Linked DNA regions of Mus musculus: all the other regions are linked to region 1. Evidence: chromatin contacts called from public Micro-C and promoter capture Hi-C data. All regions are on one chromosome and are shown on one strand. The core of a region is the stretch at or near the end of the contact, and the rest is flanking DNA. Distances in the headings are between cores, read along the strand shown.

Region 1 (4,014 bases), core at 1,051-3,550:
TTGAAAGCACACGCACACACACACACACACACACACACACACACACACTTTTAGAGTATAGATAACTTAAGTTTGTTTTTTTTTTTTTAGAAGGACAGCCTAACAGATTAGCAAGACTCTCACTCAAAAAGTGAGAAAAGACAGTTGGTGAGATCAACCAATAGGAGAGTTTCTGTTTTCTTAGCCTGCACGAAGCACTGGATTCAATCCTCAGTATCACATGTGTAAGAGTTTACTTCGTAGGAAAAAGGGTTAAGTATATAAGGAGAGTCAGTTGGAAATTTTATTGCTTTTGGTTCAAGGCCACAGCAAGACTTATGGGACAGAAGGCTTAACAACATAAAGGTTGTAGGTGGGTAGGGTACAGGCGCATCATTTAGAAAAAACTAAATGCTGGGTTTAAACTAGACTTAGACCATTTGAATGGACTAAAATCTATAAGTAAGGAAGACAGGGCTTCAGTAGATGCAACTGTGGCAAACAGGGTTCCTGGCTTTCATTCAGTTCGTGTTTGCATAGCCGACAGACAAATATATAAATGAGAACCTTGACAGGAACTTCAAAGTGACAGCAAAAAGACCTTGGGAGGTGAGGAGGGGCCACATACCCAGCAAGGAATCTCCAACAAGGAACGTAAAAGCCTGTTCAGGATTTTAAATGCTAGGTAAAATATGAAAATGAAGGAAACCACCAATGTCTTTTTCTCTTTATAAAAAAAATTTTTTTTGATTTGACATGCATGTGTCATGTGAGCATGGTTGTCCACGGAGCAGAAGAAAGCACTGCGTATTATCATGGAGCTGGAGGGAGCCACTTGATATGGGTGCTGGAAACTGAACTTGGGTCCTCTTAAAAAGAGGCGCATACTCCTAGCTTGGCCTCTTCCCCTCCAGCCCCATCACTAAGGCTGTAAGTTGCTAGTCCTTTTGGAAACTGGGAAGGTATAAATTGTCCATATATTGACCGTGATTGAAGCAGAGTGTAAATAAGGCGGGGGTGATGGTGGTGGTGGTGGTGGTGGTGGTGGTGGTGTGTGTGTGTGTGTGTGTGTGCAAAATCATGTTTAAAATCAGTAAGTCTGGAAATAATTAAAAAAGAATCTACTAGATCCAGGTTAAAGAAAGTAATTGTCATGTTACTATGCTCAATGTAGTTGCTTAGTTGACAAAAACATTTTGGTTTTTTTTTTGAGACAGGGTTTTTCTATGTAGATCTGGCTAGGCTGGAGCTCACAGAGATCTGCCTCCCGAGTGCTGGGATTGAAAGTGCCAAATTTTAATAATGAAATATGTAAAGCAGATCTATTAACTAGTTAGTTAAAGCTAATGTTAATCCAGCATAGAAATGAACCTTATGCACAGAGCAGAGTTTTACAGAGTACATTGAGATAATTGTTTTAGGAACATTTTACAGCAGACCACAGGCTTATATATTTTTATTACCAACATTAATATTTGTACTAGACAGATTGAGTTTGCTATGTTTAAACTGTAGTCACTTTCACAATACTGACCATTGTTCAGCAAGTAAATTCACAAGCGCAGGAAAAGTTGCCACAGCGAAACAAAGCATACTTCTCCCACCAGGTACCGTCAGGGAGATGAAGAGAGAGAGAGAAGAAACTTTTATATTGGCTACCTATTTATCCTACCTTGGGGGAAAATAATTATTACAAAGCAGGGACATCAAAGAAGAACCGATTTGTCACTAATCCTATGCCTGTGACAAACCAGTCTGCCTTCTGGGAAGGTTTTGTTTAATCTTTATTAGGAGGGAGACAAGAGGAGCTTAGAGGCCAGGGTGAACCAGGGAAGGGGTGTAGTTGGGATGCTCTCCATCAAGCTACGGGATGAGGGGCAAGGGAGTTGTGTTTATGATCTCAGAGGGAAGAGTCCTAGGTGAACCCCAGCATTTCCAGGACGCCTCAAAGTCCCAGCAAGGCCACAGTGGAGCAGGAACTGCCACCCACACTCCTGAGCACAGTGTGGAAAGGTCAAGGAACTTATCCAGCTCCACCTGTTTTCCCCAGAGTCCCAGGGCTACACTAGAACAATGCAATCACGTTACAGGGTCAGGGAGGAGCATTGTTGAACCTGTAGGGACCACTCTCTGATGACAGCCAGAGGGTACATGGGGAAAGCGCAGCTGTAAGGATTAAGGCCATGTGAACAGCCCCCCCCCCATCATTGTAGAGGAAAGAGAATTTAATTTCCTATTTCTGATGACTCATCTGATTCAAGTTCTCTTGTTCATGGACTATGCCCCCTTTAAAAATGACTCAGGGCTGCTGGGGAGATGGCTCATTGGTTAAGAGCACAATGCGGCTCTTACTGAGGGGTTTGCTTCCCAACACTTACAGTGTGCAGCTCACAACTGCCTGTAACACCAGTTCCAGGGCCTCTGACACCCTCCTCTGCACTGCACATACGTGTGGCATATATTCACACAGAAACAACACATATACACAGAAATAAAAATGCAACATTTTGTTTGTTTCTTTTAAGACGGACAGGCATGGTAAGATACAGGTAGGACTTGGCATGTTAGTGCTAATAGGAATTGAGAAAAGACAAGGGGCCCATGTCTCCTGCAGTGATGTCTTGGCCTTCCCTGATAATCACTTAAAATGTTTGATATGGAAAGAAAATACCAGGCTGAAATCTAGAACAAAGTGGGACCTCAAAGAGCAAGTGGGGGGGGGCACATTTATCCTTATGGGGCATGTGTGCCGACAGGAATATATTTGAACTGATTGCAGCAGCCTCATTAGTAGAAGGGAAATCAAAGCATAGGGCACACACAAGACCCTTTTTCTCTTGGTACCCAGGCCTTCTAGTAGCTATGTCCTGAAAACTAAGGTGGGCCAGAGCAAGCCCACCTTCTAGCCCTCTGAGGACAGTAACTGTGGTGTATGAAGGTGAGTTAGGGTGGATGGAACTGTTTTAAACAGTGTATCCACAAGGAGGGTCTTAGGTTTAAACTCAAATTCATACCACTTGGGTGGTATTTAAAAAAAAATAAAAACCAATGAGGTTATGGCTTAATGAGGCCAGACGAGGAGTGCAACCAGACCCAAAAGTGAGTCCTTCCTGAAAAAGGCCACTCAGTCGCAACATAGCTGTAACTATTTCTTAGGAGGCAGTAATGAGAAATCCCTGATCAAAAATAAGCAAACACACATATAAGAACAAAAAGTGTCAAGTATGGAATCTATTAAAACCACACGTTTTTGAGTTCTTGTAATTCTGAATTCAGTCATTCATTTTACACGTCTTAGGCACTTGCTCTGTGCTGGGCAGTGTTGCATGTGCTGAGCACATATGCTGTCGCGGTGTCACAGTAAAAGTCTGCTGACCTGCCATCGGATTGGAGCTTAATTTTCCTTTATTTTCTGAGTTCTCCCAAGATTTCCAAACACAAAGCCTAATGAATACCCATCACCATTTAGTGGCAGATTTTGAAATAAACAGAAGTCTCTTAGGACTAAAGTTGATATTGCTGGTTCCTTCCTCTGAATCTTATTCCCGGAAGGTTCCCTGGCTGAGCTAAGCCTAATCACTCCTGAAGAAAACCATAGAGCCATGCATATTAGCAGGAAGGTGATGAAAGACAAAGCTGGTTCGTACTTAAGGATGTTACCTGAAGGGTAAATATCTCTACCTTTGTGAAGGCCTGTTACTGGGGATCATAGCATGAACTGGAAAACATTGATTTTTAAGGTTCATCTGGAAAGAGTCAAAGGCATAGGAAGGGTGGAGGAAAGTTAGACCAATATTTGGTTACTCAGGGACAGCCTGCGTTCACCACAGTGCTAGCAGAAATATCAGCACTACACCATTCAGGATACTGAAGTGTGTTTGTACTAATTATTAACCCATATCTTCTACTCATGCTTTCCTGGTGAATATTCAAACTGTCGCTTCCACAATTCTGTGTTTGTTTTCTCTTATTAAACATTCTGTCAATTGCCATTTACTCCACACACCCCCACCCCCCGGGAACCCATGCTTTCTT
Region 2 (4,314 bases), core at 1,165-3,664, 79 kb before region 1:
AGTTCTTTTTTTGTTTTTTGTTTTTGGAATTGTATTCATGTATGCAATGAAATATGACTGTTTAGGGCCCCAGTTTTCTTCACTTAAACACATCATCCTCTCAGGTTTGTATCATATTAGGAAACCTAGCCCACTGAGTCCAGTTAGATCTTCTCACGTGCATGGTGTCTTCCTACAGTATCCTTCACTATACTTGTTACTTCTCAGATCTGTTTACTGTTCTAGGGTCTCCTACTTGCTGACTGAGCACTTATATCACTGAACAGCATCTTTAGCCTGTTTGATAGTTTGAAGTTGTCTAAATCTGTTAATCCATAGGTAATAACTTCTTCCTTCATTTACCCACGTCTCCCATTGTTTTTCAGAATGCAAGTTTTCACTGATAATTTGGGTGGCTATCCTTGCAATTTGGTAGTTGGGTCAGGAAGCTGGGTAGAATGTGGTTAATGGTGGAGGAGAGGTCAGATGGAAAGGACTCCTTAGGTGGCTCGTGTTCTTCCATCAGGAAGGTACACTAATCAGGGTGGCCTTTTTCTTAGATTTTAAAATTTTTGATGTGGGGCTGGAGAGATGGCTCAGCGGTTAAGAGCACTGACTGCACCTCCAGAGGTCCTGAGTTCAAATCCCAGCAACCACATGGTGGCTCACAGCCATCCATAATGAGATCTAATGCCCTCTTCTGGTGTGTCTGAAGACAGCTACAGTGTACTTATAATCAATCAATCAATCAATCAATCTTTTAAAAAAATAAAATCTTTGATGTGCTTGAAATTTATGTGGATCTTAAAACTATAATGTGGACCTAATGTGGGTCTAACTCAGCTGTCTCAATGCCAGTTACTGAGTGTCTTTGCCTTGCTAGAGTTTGTTATCATGTCCTTGTCTGGATCAGCTGATATGTCTTTTGGGTCTTTTTGTGCTAGTATTCAGTACTCATTGTTTTCACTTGGAGACAACTGTAATGTCTTGTACTGTTAGACCTAGTTGTTCCTCCCACCCCCATGGGGAGTTTAGGATCGATTTGTCTTATTACTAAAGAACAAAAAATTAGGTCTTTTGTTTGTTTGTTTGTTTGTTTTGAGACAGGGTTTCTCTGTGTAGCCCTGGCTGTCCTGGAAATCACTTTGTAGACCAGGCTGGCCTCAAACTCTGAAATCTGCCTGCCTCTGCCTCCCAAGTGCCAGGATTAAAAGGTGTGCACCACCACAGCCCAGTAGTAATTTTTTTTTTTTGATGGATCATTATTTTTGATAGTGAATCTCTTTCTGGCTTTACATCTTTTTGCCTGATAACTTTCTTGTTTTCCCTAGGAGCAGTGCGTTAATTAGTTCCTTAATATAAATTATATATAAATATAAGTTACAAAATTTATATATGTGGGTTTGCCTGTATGTATTTAAGTGTAATATGTGTGTGTAATGCCTTGGAAGACGGACGAGGTAGTTTGACTCCCAGAACTGGAGTTATACACAGTTGGAGGGCCACTATGTCAGTGTTGAAAGCATAACCTTGGACATCTGGAACCACAGGGCCATCTCTCCAGTGCCCAAATTTGTTTCCTGCTAGGCTGTTTTCTGCTGCTGTAATAGAATATAATAGATTTATTTAGTTCACAATTCTGGATGTTGGAAAGTTCAAGTGCATGATAACAATATCCAGTCACATTCTGATACTTCATCAAAAGCACAGGGGCAAAAAGAAAGCGAAAGTAAAAAATAACGAAAAATCCCAAACTTGCAAAATTGGTTTGATCATGAGCCAAACACCTTCTGTCAGGCCCCACTTTCCAGCATCACTTGAATTTGTCACTTATCAACTCTATAGCAATTATATATACTGTTTATAAAAGTTTAAAGAACTTACCAGCTTCCAAGGATTGGATCTGTGATTATTAACCATTTAGGGAGTCAAGATAAAAGCCAGATAGCCTTTTCTAAGAAATCTACATATATTCATGTTTTTTAATAGTTTCAGAAAAATTCTTAAAATAGTATATTCTAGGTAAGGAACTTATGTCTTAGACAGATGGCTTTTTGCCTTTTAATTGAATACTTTTTACCTCTTTTGAGGTGAACATCTTATAGGTACAGTGCTACTTGAATGAGCCACTGTCCATTGGTAACCCTTTCACAGAGAGAGGTATCAGCCTAAGAAACAGTAAGTGTGCAAATCTTCTGAACTGGTGTCCATATATTATTCCTAGAAGTAATTAGAAGATAGTTGAGGTAACCAATATAATTATTTAATTTAAAATAGTTTAAGCTTGTCATGGTGGTACACTCAACCAGGTTTTACCATTTGTGAAGCTGAGGCAAGAGAACTGAAAGTTGAAGGCTAACCTGGGTTATAATAGCAAGACCCTGCCACAGGAAATCACCACATGAACAAGCAAACCACCACAGGAGCAAGACTTTATGTATATGGTATATTGTATAAGTAGACAGCTTATAGCTTTTTTTTCCCTTTCAAAACAGGGTTTCTCTGTATAACCCTGGCTGTCCTAGAAGTCACTCTATAGACTAGGTTGGCCTCAAACTCAGAAATCCCTACCTCTACCTCCAGAGTGCTACGATTAAAGGCTCTCAATGCCACCAGGCCTATAACATGTTTGTAGCAGCAGAGTATATACACACACACACACACATACACACATACACACACTGTAGCTGTCTTCAACACACCAGAAGAAGGGCGTCCGATCCTGTTACAGATGGTTGTGAGCTAGATATGTGGTTGCTGGGAATTGAACTCAGGACCTCTGGCAGAGCAGTCAGTGCTCTTAACCATTGAGCCATCTCTCCAGCCCTTTATTTTGCTTTTAAAAGCCTCACATTAATATCCTACATTTAATAAAGGCAGCATTATCATGCTTTCATGTTACTAAGTAGAATCAGAGTTTATTGTGTAAGCTGTTCTCATTTAAGAAAGATATGTTACCACCCTCTTAACAAAAAATCTTTCTCATTTGCTTCATAGTTAATGTTTGCTTTTTATATTCTGAAATGATAGGTGTATATACAGGTACAGATGGATTTCTTTTTCTAGTGAAATTTTTATCATTCTGCAATGACATATTTCCCCAACTATACATTTTGAATAAATATTATACTCTAATCCACCTAAATCTGACCTAACGCAACTAAAAGTATTATATTCACTTCCCTTAATATTTACCTTACATATAATTTTCTACCATTTATTTTCAACTATACATTTTTCTTTCAAGTAGAACATAAAGCCTGCTTCTTTCAGCCTATGTGACTGTTCTAATCCACAGCCATAATTTTATCATGTCTATATCTTGTCTTAGTTTAGTTGTTTGCAGTTACTGTGTTATAATTATAAGCTTGAATTGATTTGTTCTTCATTTAGTTCTTCTCATGAAATGTGCCTTCTTTTTGCTTTCTGTCCCCTCTGAAGTCTCATGTTCAGTAGTGTTTTATATTTCATATTTCCTTTTTTCTCTTTCTGTATTGATTTTGAATTCACATAGGCTTGGTAGTACTGCAACATTGCATGAGATGTGTATGTAATGTCCAGCCTCTGCCTTCTTCCCAGCCTTACTGTACTCGTGTCCTGTGTCTCACAGAGTCTGTACTTAGGACTTCCCTCCTGCTTTCTGTACCTAAATTCAAGATTGTTGTGCGGATAGTCGTTCTTTCCTTTGTTGCCTTTTTATCAAATACAAATAACTAAATTCCTGTTTTTAAAAAAGTACTTGTTTATTATTATTACTATTATTATTATTATATGTATAAGCACTCTGGCTGTATGTACACCTACATGCAAGAAGAGGGCATCATATCTATTTACAGATAGTCAGGGCCTACTATGTGGTTGCTGGGAATTGAACTCAGGATCTTTGGAAGAGCAGCCAGTGCTCTTAACCACTGAGCCATCTCACCAGCTCCACCCAATTTCTCTTCATTTAGCATTTCTATTTAAAAGGATGACACTGATTTGAAGGTCATAGTTGCACAGTTGAATGATGAATGTGTTGTTGAAATGAAGAAAACTTAAAACATTCCTAGAATTAGTGGAAATAAAATTAGCATTCCAAAACCTATGGGATCCAAGGAAACAGTCCAAAGAAGGAAGCTTACCATTCTATGTTCCTGCATTAAAATTTAGATCTCAAATAACCTGATGATGCCTTTTAGGACATTGGAAAGTAAGAAAGAAAAAAAAATGCCCAGAGCAGTGGACCATGTGAAATAGCTAAAATCAGGACAGAGATTAATGAAATAGAAAGAAACAAACAAAAATTACAAAGAATCAGTGAAACAAACAGTTCTTTCTTTGAAAAGATTGATA
Region 3 (4,289 bases), core at 693-3,192, 95 kb after region 1:
TATATTATAATCACCATTCCAAATACTTCAAACCAAATATACAAGAGTATATGATCGAATCTTTATCAGCAGTCATTAAAAGTATGCTCACAGTTTTGATAAAGGCTCTGACTTTTTGAAGGGGGATATTTATTCTGGCTCATGTTCAGAGGGCTTAGTCACATTCACCCTCCTGACAAGGTAAATGGACAGAGCACTGTGTAGCAGGAGGAACCTGGCTGGGTAGAGCTGTTCACTTCACGGCCCATCAGGAAGAGAGAGAAAAGAGAAATCAGTTAACTCCTATAAGGAAGCAATCAGAGTTCATTTTCAGGAACACGCTGCCACTGCTCCAAGCACTAAAACTGAATAGGTCCATCAAGTTGTAAGCCAACTCCTGGTTCACGTTCATGCAGGCCCAACCAAGCACCTCACGAAAGCGCCACCTGCCCAGCTTCTGCCTGGACTGTATCCCAAGGCGCAGAGAGTGCGCCTGGAGGTCACGGTCAACCTTTGCTGAGTCAGCACTCCAGAGCCAAGTTAGGATGAAGTGCGAATGAAGTGATGCAACTGGGAATCAGTGTGCCTGTGTCCTCAATCTCTCCCTCCCCTCTCCCTCCTTCTCCCCGCCCCCACCACACCCTCTCACACACATCCACACAAATAACATCAGAAGGGCTTGTTAGAAAGAAGGGGGGTTCAGTGGGAAGGGGACAGAACCAGAAAGGGTGATAGATAATTATGCTGAAGCGAGATCATGCGCATGTGTGAAATGTACTAAGCTTGCCTGTGTGAGCATAGGCACAGGCAGCATCCAATGGCCACACCACTGAAGAATGACCCCACCCCTTCCTCGCCCCAGCACGCACTAGCTGACTACAGCCCCTCAGCTGCAGTGGAGTCTCATGCTCTACCTTATGTCTGACTTGGGATCTCTCCTGAATCAGCAGCTGAGCAGCTGGGCTATGCAGCTGGCCAGTGAGCCCTAGGGCTCTCTTTCTGCCTTTCTCTGAGTCCCGGTGTAGGGCTTACAGAAGTGTGCTGTCACATCCTGGTTTTGCATGGGTGCTGGGGATTCAAATTCAGATCTTCATGGCTCACACAGTGAACACTTTACGCACTGAGCCACCTCCTTAGTTCCTAAATCAGACCTGAGAGAGAATAAGTCCAGTGTATCAAATGAATTACCTAACGTTACCCAGGAAGAAGGTGGCTTTGTAAATTGCATCCTTTATTATATAAATAAACGAGAAGATTTTATTGTCTTCAATTCAAACCAAATTTAATCTGAAGACTAAAATTACACCAAGAAATGAAACTATGTAAATGTTCAAAGTAGGTAAATGCCTTAAGCAATTCAAAATGCTCAGTAAGAAGACCCAATAATTGCATGTTTTCCCTTAAGCATACACAGCTACATCTTTCTAAGCTCTTAATTTATGTTTCACACGCAACTGGCGTTACACAAACTATGCTTTCAAACATGATCTAGGACTATCAGATGGCACTTCGGACAAATTTCACAATGTGCACACTTACGTAAGAGCACATACAAATGGTTGGAACTGCCAGAGCAATGAGACGCTTTGAGAAGAAAATTACAAAAAGTAAATTTTGTTTACAAGTCTTCAATATTTGACTGCAGTAGATCTCTGGAGAAGTACACATTTGGCAATGTAAGCCTGGAATGAAAATGACACAAATGTCCTTTTTATGTAAAAATATGTAGAAATTAAGCTCACAAGATAGAAGAACAGGGATAAAGCTCTATTGTCCTCCCTACTAGCATTAGGAAGCTAGAATTATATGAAACAGTAGTTTTCAGTCAGACAACAGAGTAAGAGAGAAGGCAAACGGGTTGAACCCAGCAGCTGTCCAGGCTGACTGTTTAGCGTCTGCAGGCTGTGGTGGAGGGTGGAGGGTGGAGGGCAGAGGCCATGGCAGCCCTGAGGTGAGTGAGGTCCAGGGAGGGAACACTGGCAGGAACTCATGGAACAGATATACTTCGGGACAGGGAGCTCTGGAGTCCAGAGGGGCCGCTCTCAACGTCAGCCATTATGTTACACATAGACTCACACATGGGAACCCAGGAGGAAGGCATCGGCAAAATACACTTCCAAGGCTAACAAGCCAAACTGGTGAACGCTCAGATGCACGGGGAAGAGAGGACTCCTGGTCAGACAGATCAGCAAAAGACAAAGAAGAGGGCCGGGAGACGGCACAGAGTTCAGCTCCTTGCTCTTGCAGGGGATCTGGGTTCTGTTCCCTAGATCCATGCTGAATAGCTCACAAATGCATATAACTCCAGCTTCAAGGGATCTGACACCCTCTTCTGCCATGTGCAGGAACACACACACACACACACACACACACACACACACACACGTAAAAATAAAATAAACCTTAAAAAGAGACGGAGAGCTAATGACTTAGGCACACAGGTGAGATCGAGCCAGCTGTACTACTTCTATGCTGAGATAGATGACTTTATGTTAACTGTAGTTCAATGCAGCTGTAAGCACAACACGAGGAGTGGACACATTGAAGCTTGGTAAGAGCACCTCTTTGGTCTTTGATTACCCACAAAGACATCTCTTCCCGTAAAGACTTGCATGTGACCTCATCATTCCAACTCACCCCCTGAGTATTTTGGGTTTTACATACAGATGCTCTTACTGGAGTGCCCTCCCATCTGGAACCTGGGTTCTTGCAGACAATTTGAAGGTATGCATCTTTGCATAATCTCTATTGCACGCAAACGAACACCCTTAGTGCTCAAAAATAGCATGAGGACTGCTCTGTACTCATGAGACCTGTGGTTCTGTGGGTACGCTTCACTTGCCAGTGTTCTGAGAAGAGGGGTACCTGAACCTTACAGCAACACAAATTTAAAAAAAAAAAAAAGGGAGCATTTTAAATTAACATCTAGAACACACATTACGTGCGCTTGTTTTTCTCTGGTCTAGGAAAGGTGCCCACGATTTATTCCACTATATTATCCAAGTCAAACCATCAAACCAAGGAGTCACTGACTGGGTATGCACTTGTTGTGAGACACTGGTAAGAGGCAAGTGTGTACAAACTCAGGTATATCTGCACACAATGCCTTTGGTACTCAACCTCCCCCTATGTTTTAAGTTTGTTGAGAAACACTGAATATGGTTCTAAAATCAAGAGAGATCTACCATACTACTCACTTCACCGAAGGCCAGTTAGCCTTTTCTAGTTACCCTGACCTTGAATTATTCACTTGTCTAATTAATCACAGGATTCTAATCATCCGTAGACTTTGGTCTCAATCACTGTAAGTATTATCTTTACTAGGGTGTGAACGATCAGAACTTTCTTCTTGGTCACTTTTGACAGCATTGCCAACATCTCCCACTATGCCCAGGTCACTGCCGTGCCACAAGGACTTGCTGAGCTGAAATGAGCTGAGTCCAGTGACTCAGTGGTTCCCAACCCGAGGGGCCAGCGAGCCTTTCACAGGGGCCACCTAAGAACATCAGAAAACGCAGATATTCACACTACAATTTACAGCAGTAGCAAAATTACAGCTATAAAGGATCAAGAAAATAATTTTAGGGTTGGGAGTCACCACAACACGGGGAACAGTATTAAAGGGTTCAGTGGGTGGGTGCATGAGGGGGGTGGCTAGGGGGGTGGGGTCCCCCCTCAGAGGCAAGGGTGAGAAAGCGATGAGGTGAAGAACTCTTAAAGGTGGGGACTGAGAAGGGGGACAACATTTGGCATGTAAATAAATGAAACAATAAAAAAATCTTTGATACACTATAAAAAAAATAAAGGGTCACAGCGTTAGGAAGGGTGAGAGTACTGCCTTAACTGGTAGCAGCATTCCTAGAGGTTCTCAGACATTTATTCAGATTTTGCTAGAATCATTATATGACAGAGAATATGCTTCTTAATAAGCCAGCCAATTCTATTGAGCAAGGCATTTAAAGGTTATGCCTGCCTGCCTTCCTTGTTTATTTATTTTATTTTATTTTATTTATATGAGTAATATACTGTGGCTGACTTCAGACACACCAGAAGAGAGCATTGAATCCCATCAGATCCCATTACAGATGGTTGTGAGCCACCATGTGGTTGCTGGGATTTGAACTCAGGACCTCTGGAGGAGCAGTCAATGCTCTTAACCGCTGAGCCATCTCTCCAGCCCCCCCACAGTTATGGAACTTCTAAAATAACAACTACAGAACCAGAGCAAAGTAAGTAAAGTACATCAAGGGTCACTATGATGTCATTGGAATTATTAACATGCACAAAGTTAGTTTAAAAACACGTGCCAA

What was found. Hi-C and Micro-C count contacts between places; a contact is called where the count stands out from the background. Capture Hi-C pulls out chosen DNA fragments and counts their contacts.
Region 2: a contact with region 1 is called in a Micro-C map of the G1E-ER4 cell line, with 2.9 times the contacts expected there. A contact is called at or near these places in 1 of 39 promoter capture datasets (liver), 47 of 484 Hi-C or Micro-C datasets (B cells, the C10 cell line, CD4 T cells and 26 more), 9 of 130 datasets of targeted methods (the G1E-ER4 cell line, the HPC-7 cell line, the NIH/3T3 cell line and 5 more) and 4 of 9 other capture datasets (adipose tissue, embryonic stem cells, liver and 1 more).
Region 3: a promoter capture Hi-C map of adipose tissue shows a contact between it and region 1. A contact is called at or near these places in 11 of 484 Hi-C or Micro-C datasets (CD8 T cells, the G1E-ER4 cell line, Th2 cells and 6 more), 6 of 130 datasets of targeted methods (the NIH/3T3 cell line, bone marrow-derived dendritic cells, bone marrow-derived macrophages and 3 more) and 2 of 9 other capture datasets (adipose tissue and liver).

Annotation. Positions count from the first base shown.
Region 1 is chr19:32,599,522-32,603,535 of GRCm38.p6, reverse strand. It overlaps a transcript of Papss2 not described here. Among named protein-coding and RNA genes, the nearest start is that of Papss2, 18 kb to the left of the region's middle.
Region 2 is chr19:32,678,476-32,682,789 of GRCm38.p6, reverse strand. All of the region lies in intron 8 of Atad1 (ATPase family, AAA domain containing 1), which reads left to right. Among named protein-coding and RNA genes, the nearest start is that of Atad1, 32 kb to the left of the region's middle.
Region 3 is chr19:32,503,929-32,508,217 of GRCm38.p6, reverse strand. The region is part of intron 4 of Minpp1 (multiple inositol polyphosphate histidine phosphatase 1); the gene reads right to left. Among named protein-coding and RNA genes, the nearest start is that of Minpp1, 20 kb to the right of the region's middle.